Regions from separate parts of the Sus scrofa genome. Here region 2 is linked to region 1. Evidence: chromatin contacts called from public promoter capture Hi-C data. All regions are on one chromosome and are shown on one strand. Each heading gives the region's core, a stretch centred on a gene start, on an enhancer-like site or on the middle of the called end of the contact. The rest is flanking DNA. Distances are from core to core; before and after follow the strand shown. Region 1 has its middle 24 kb from the start of FAM214A. Region 2 holds the start of ARPP19 (cAMP regulated phosphoprotein 19).

Region 1 (3,126 bases), core at 368-2,867:
GGCCTCAGGAAGGAGCACTGTTTCCACCAGGTGCCAATGCCACACTCTTGAAAGGATAACAATGGGTGACTTTTGTGAGACTTTTAAAGAATGATACAAAGAAGCTATAAATCATTAATAGTATAAAAGTTTAATAAAATAAGACTGTTATCTAATTTCTTATTGGTTTTTCTGAGAATGGGCAGCCTGGAAAGAACACTCATTTCTCTTTTTTTCTGCTGTCTTCTCTCCCAAACCCAAGAATTTCTCCCATGTAAGTCTAATACCTGACCTCAGTATCTCAGCCATCTTTGGTAGTTGCTGAAACCCAGTCCATCAGGAGATTTATTTAAAAGACCAGAGCCAGGAAGTTCCCGTCATGGCTCAGCAGTAATGAACCTGACTAGTATCCATGAGAATGCAGGTTTGATCCCTGACCTTTCTCAGTGGGTTAAGGATCCAGCGTTGCCATGAGCTGTGGTGTGGGTCACAGACGCAGCTTGGACCTGGTGTTGCTGTAGCTGTGGCATAGGCTGGCAGCTGTAGCTTTGATTAAACCCCTAGCCTGGGAACTTCCATATGCCTCGGATGCAGCATATGGAATATATGGCATATAAGACAAAAAATAAATAAAAATAAAAAATAAAAAACCATAGCCAGCAAGCATCAGAACTTCAAGCCAAGACTTTGAGGAGACCAAGTCCTCCCTCCACAGGGCAGAAACCTGTCCTAAGCCCCTGCCTTTTGTGAAGGAGTTGACTCCAGTGACAGGGAGGGGATGATTTCTGGCCCTGGGCACCAAGGATTCCACAGTGAAGCTGAGTTGTGCCAGCTAAGGTGAACCCTCCCCATAGTAGTTAAGACATAATATGTGTATTTTAATAATGTTATATTCTGGAGTTCCCTTATGGTGCGTTGTCACTGCCGTGGTTTGGGTTGCTGCTGTAGTGCCAGTTCAGTCCCTGGCCAGACATCCACAATGCCCCAGGCATAGCTAAAAACAAATAGAAAAACAAAAACAAAACTTGTGGTTACTGAAGGGGACAGGTGGGTTGAAAGATGGGTTGGGGGTTTGGGATTGGCATATGCACACTATTGTGTATTGAATGGATGGTCATTGGAGACCCACTGTATAGCACAGTGAACTTTACTCAATATTCTGGGATAACCTATATGAAAATGGCTATATGTATGTGTGTAACTGAATCACTTCTCTGTAAGGCAGAAATTAACACATTATAAATCAACTATACTTTAATAAAATTAAAATAAAAAGAATCATTTCCAATAGGAGCTGTTCTTGAGTTTCTGGTCCAGCCCCTGTGGGGGCCACTGAGGGCTGCTATCTCTGCGGACATCTCAAGGTCTAGTCCAAATCAGCCTTGAGGGAGCTGGAGGGCCCAGTACACAGGCGGCTCTTCTCCTCGGCTCCTCCTGAGAAAGGTCAGACATGATCCCATGGTCTGTCTGCTTTGGGTATACTGAAGTCCCACACAACTTGCCTTCCCTCCAACACTGAGTCCCCGAAGTTCACTTTTACCCAGAATACACTGAGGCCCAAAGCACAGGTTACAGTCCCAGACCTTTTGTGCTGCCTTGGAGCCTCTTGCCACATCTGCAGCTGAATGTGACAGGATGTGGGTAAGAGGGCCTGACGACTGTGATGCAAGAATCCCTGGCTTTACATAACACATGGTGCTCTGCTGACCATGCAAAACTTAATACAAGGACTCAACCCCCACAAAGAGGCAACTCAGGAAAGAGCCATGCATGGCTGCAAACACACCCCACTCTCAGTTGCCAAAACACTTGTTTTAACCAGAACGAAAATGAAAATATAGCCCAGCCCTGTTACCCTACCCTCATCTGGTAACCTTCATTTTAAGAACTCCAAGTTCTGGGAGAAACAAACAGAAAACACAGTTTGTTTTTTAACTTCAGTTGACATTAAAAAAAATTTTTTTAAACATAGAGTTGGTTTATAATGTTGTGCCAATTTCTGCTATACAGCAAAGTGACCCAGTTATACATATATATGCATTACTTTTCTTATATTACCTTCCATTAAGGGCTATCCCAAGACTTTTTTTTTTTTTTTTTTTTTTTTTTTTTTGCTGCCCTGTGGCATATGACAGATCCTGGACCAGGGGTAATATCCAAGCCAGAGCTGCAACCTACACCACAGCTATGGCAATGACGGATCCTTAACTCACTGCCCTGGCCCAGGATTGAACTGGTGCCTCCACAGAGAGAAAGCAGAATCATTAACCCACTGCACCACAGACTTTTTTTTTTTTTTTTAATCTTTTTGTCTTTTTAGCACCACACCCGGGGCATATGTAGGTTCCCAAGGTAGGGGTCCAATCGGAGCTGTAGTCACTGGCCTACACCACAGCCACAGCCAACTACGAGAGATCCCAGCCGTGTCTTTGACCCACACCCCAGCTCATGGCAATGCCGGATCCTTAACCCATTGAGCAAGGCAAGGGATCCAACATGCATCCTCATTAATGCTAGTCGGGTTTGTTAACCACTGAGCCAGGACTGGAACTCCCATAGACATCTTTTAAAAATAACTTTTTAGGAAGTTCCTGTTGTGGCACAGTGGAAACAAATCTGACTAGTATCCATGAGGATGTAGGTCCAATCTCTGGCCTCACTCAGTGGGTTAAGGATCTGGCGTTGGCATGAGCTGTGGTGTAGGTTGCAGACATGGCTTGAATCTGGCATTGCTGTGGCTGTGGCACAGGCCAATAGCTGCAGCTCAGATTCAACCCCTAGGCTGGGAACTTCCATAAGCCTAGTGTGTGGCCCCAAGAAGCAAAAAAAAAAAAAAAAAAACCCACAACTTTTATATAATCAGAAGAACAGTTTCACATTTAACCAAAAAAATTAAATTATGTAATTATTTTCCTTAATAGATAATTCCCAGTTAAAATTCAATTTCTCAGGAATCTGAAAAGTAATATATACATAAAAATAAATCACCACGTGCTAACACAACATTGTAAAGCAACTATACTTCAAATAAAATGATAAAATTAAAAAAATTAAATGTCCTTTGTAGTGGATTGTCTAAATTAGGATCCAGTAATAAGATCCCACATTGCACTTGCTTTTGTGTCCCTATTATCTTTTTTTTAATTG
Region 2 (3,126 bases), core at 224-2,723, 160 kb after region 1:
AAAAAAAGACAAAACAAAAAACAAAAAAAACCTGTTAGATGCTTCAGTTAGTCTATCTAGGGCATTCTCCTTTCTCCCTGCAGGTTTGCATAAAGGAAAGGCAAATTTTCAGTAGGTTACTTTGTATGAAATGAGAACAAATATTTAATTGGTCTTATAAAAATTTCTCTGCTGCCCAGCCTAAGTCACTCTGAAAGGATATCCTGGTCAAAGAGTCTCAGTCTCTTGAACTCTTGTATTTTAAATATTTTGTTGCCTGACAAATGCCTTCTTTTCCTTCTCCAAAAGGAGTGCACTTTTTGTTTTCTAAGTTGCAATTCTTCCTGACTGAGATTCTACCCAGGACACCCTGGTTGAATTTTGATGGTTTCCAAATTTCCCCAGAATTGCATCCACACTATCTGTTGCTTTTTACTAGTTTAACTCTTAGAGGGCAATCCAAGTTTCTCCAAGTTTCTGAGATATACTTAATTGGAACCACCATGTATTGCCAGTAGCTATTCACAGGACAAACAGAATAACGATTAAATGTGAAGCCAACGGATTTGGCAATTGAGAAAGTCATTGGAAGAGTCTGGTGCCAGCCGTTTCAGTAACGTTGTGGGAGTGGACCCCGGAGAGTTGACAAATGAATGGAAGCTGAATTCCTTCATCAGATATTTATTGACTGGTTAGGAATTGCTGGGCTCTTGGAACAAAATATAAGTAAATATGGACGAGGTCCCTGTTCCAAGGTGGCTTATCGGACAGGAAAAGTGACATCAATAAAGTAGTCACAACAAATACTGTCTAATGATAGATAACACTGTGGATTGTTGAGGAACTATACAGAGATGTGAGAACACTTAAAAGATGGGTATTACTTAGAAAAGGGGCTCAGGAACCGCCTGAGACGATGACGTAGGACTGGGGATGTGAAAGATAAAGAAGGTTAAATAAGCGAAGCGGAGTGGGGAGAGACTTGGGGAGCACAAAGCTTTGGGCCGCCCAGAAGAAAGTCTGTGTAGCCGCAACGGGAAAGCGAGGAGGAGAACGGTACTAGACTAGTTCGGGAAAGCTGGAGTCCAAAGACAGAGCTGGCAGGCAAAGGCGGTGAGAAGCGGCTCCACTTAAGAACTACAACTCCCTGGAAGCAGTTGGCGGGCGGAAGTGAGGTGAGGCGCGAGCCGCGACCTTTGAAGGAAAGAAGGAAGTGCTTGGGAGTCGCAGAGCCGGAGAAGCGGGGTAAGGTAGGCACCGGAGCGGTGCGGGAGGGGCGGCGGGGCGGCGGGGTGGCGGGCCGCAGTGGCTGCCCGGCAGGCGCAGCCGGGCTGCGTGTCGTCATAAGGTGGCGGCCATTTTTGCGGGCGGAGGCTGCCCGGGTGGGCGCTTGGGGAACGGGGCCGGCGGGCCTGAGGCGGCGCAGCGGCCGGGCGGCCTCGGCCACCCGGTAATCACTTCTTTTCCCGGTGTCTCGTCCGCAGAGGGAGCAGGATGTCCGCGGAAGTCCCCGAGGCAGCCTCCGCGGAGGAGCAGAAGGTGAGTGTGCGCGGGGAGCGGACCCTGGGGCCCAGAAGGCCCAAGGCGGTCGATGTCCAGGGCGGGTCTGGCGGCGGCCTGCTCCGACCATGAGCGGAGGGGCGCGGCCGGTGTGCCCACCCCCCGTGTCTGGGAAGGTCAGACACGCCCGGCCCCGGCGCCCGCAGGAGCTTTGGTAGTTAGCGCCGACGTGGTGCGAGTTGGAATGTTCTCCTTGTCCTGGCTGAAATGTGCCTTTCTCCTGGGGTGTGTCCCATTTTTCCTTAATCCCTCCACTGAATGTGAGCACCCGGGACTCGGTCCTTAACGCTGCGCCCAGGTTTTTCCGGCCTGCACTTGGGTCAGGAACCTTATTTTTTACTCCAAGAACTAACTCTCCAACTACTTGTATTGTCTTCGTGCTCTTAACTCCTGAGGCGGTACCTCGTGTTTGGGCGCTGAGTTAGACCTGGGTTGGAATTTCATGTCCAGTCTTTCATTGTTGGCGGTGTAGCCCTGGTCAGCTGCTAAGCTCTTCTGGCCTCAGCCCTTTCGTTTGTAAAGTAAGAAAAATAGCCCTTGTTTGATAGGGTCGTTTTGAGGCTTGAATGAGGTGAGGAACTTAGAGCTTTGGAGCAGCGTGTGCTCAGAAATGTGAGCCACAGCTGTTCTCATTATGGTACTTGGAAAAAAAATCGAAAGGTTGAAATTAAAAATTTTTTTTACTAACCGTTCATGTCTTTCGTGGAGACAGCGGAACATACTGTAAACTCACTTATAATAACTTGCTGATGTAAGGAGATAGGCCACGGATCAGCATGAGTCATATTACGAATATAAAGGCTTTATAATTGTCTAGGCTAGTGTTCTCTTCCACCGTAATTATTTCTGCTGCCCTGCCTTCCTGGGTACTTGGGGCTGGTCTCCAAAGGTCCATTGTATCGTCTTTCCTAAATTGTTTATGGTGAACTCACCACCAACACTTTAAAAAAATTTTTTAATGAAATTTTACTGAAATTTAATGAAATTTTAATTTATAGTTGATTTACAATGTTGTGTTTCAGGTGTATAGCAAAGTGAATCGGCTATACATATCTATATGTCCATTATTTTTCAGATTCTTTACCCGTATAGGTTATTATAGAATATTGAGTAGAGTTACCTGTGTTATACAGTAGGTCCTTGTTATTCACTTTATATGTAGTAGTCCACTTTCTTAAAGAATCAGAATTATTATCATAAATAAGATTTGTTCTGATACTTGGATTTTGTAAGGGTTTCTGGTTAAGGTTACACCCATGTTCTTAACTAGGCTGGAAATTTGGTTAGTGGTCTAAATCCACTCCATGTGTTCTTTACCATGTTAACTTTTCCTGAATTGAATGGTTCTATTAGGATATTACTTGTAAAGTTTCTGGAGAAAAAAGCAATAGCATAAATAGTAGGCCAAGTCACTACATTATTTGGAAATATTCCATAGAAGCTATGTTGGATATCTTTTGCACTTTGCTGAAAAGCGAACTTTGGGGGCAGTGTGTGTGTGTGTGTGCGTGTGTGTAATTTAAGGATTACAGGCATAACTAATAAGTATTATGTATTATAAAGTATTTATCATAGGGTTCATTATAC

The links. Promoter capture Hi-C pulls out the DNA fragments that hold promoters and counts their contacts.
Region 2: a contact with region 1 is called in a promoter capture Hi-C map of liver, with 7 times the contacts expected there. The contact joins the promoter of ARPP19 here to the enhancer-like site in region 1. A contact is called at or near these places in 1 of 5 promoter capture datasets (liver), 8 of 47 Hi-C or Micro-C datasets (alveolar macrophages, embryonic fibroblasts, fetal heart ventricle and 4 more) and 1 of 2 datasets of contacts at active chromatin or transcription factors (alveolar macrophages).

Annotation. Positions count from the first base shown.
Region 1 is chr1:118,968,619-118,971,744 of Sscrofa11.1, forward strand. No RefSeq gene overlaps it. Among named protein-coding and RNA genes, the nearest start is that of FAM214A, 24 kb to the right of the region's middle. Within about 2 kb of position 1,618, at least 28 of the 83 cell types and tissues checked have an H3K27ac peak or open chromatin away from gene starts, as enhancers often do. A contact at or near this core is called in alveolar macrophages and liver, where this site is marked.
Region 2 is chr1:119,133,388-119,136,513 of Sscrofa11.1, forward strand. It overlaps ARPP19 (cAMP regulated phosphoprotein 19), which reads left to right and starts at 1,474. Exons shown (of 3, transcript NM_214175.1): 1 at 1,474-1,518. The coding sequence starts at 1,474.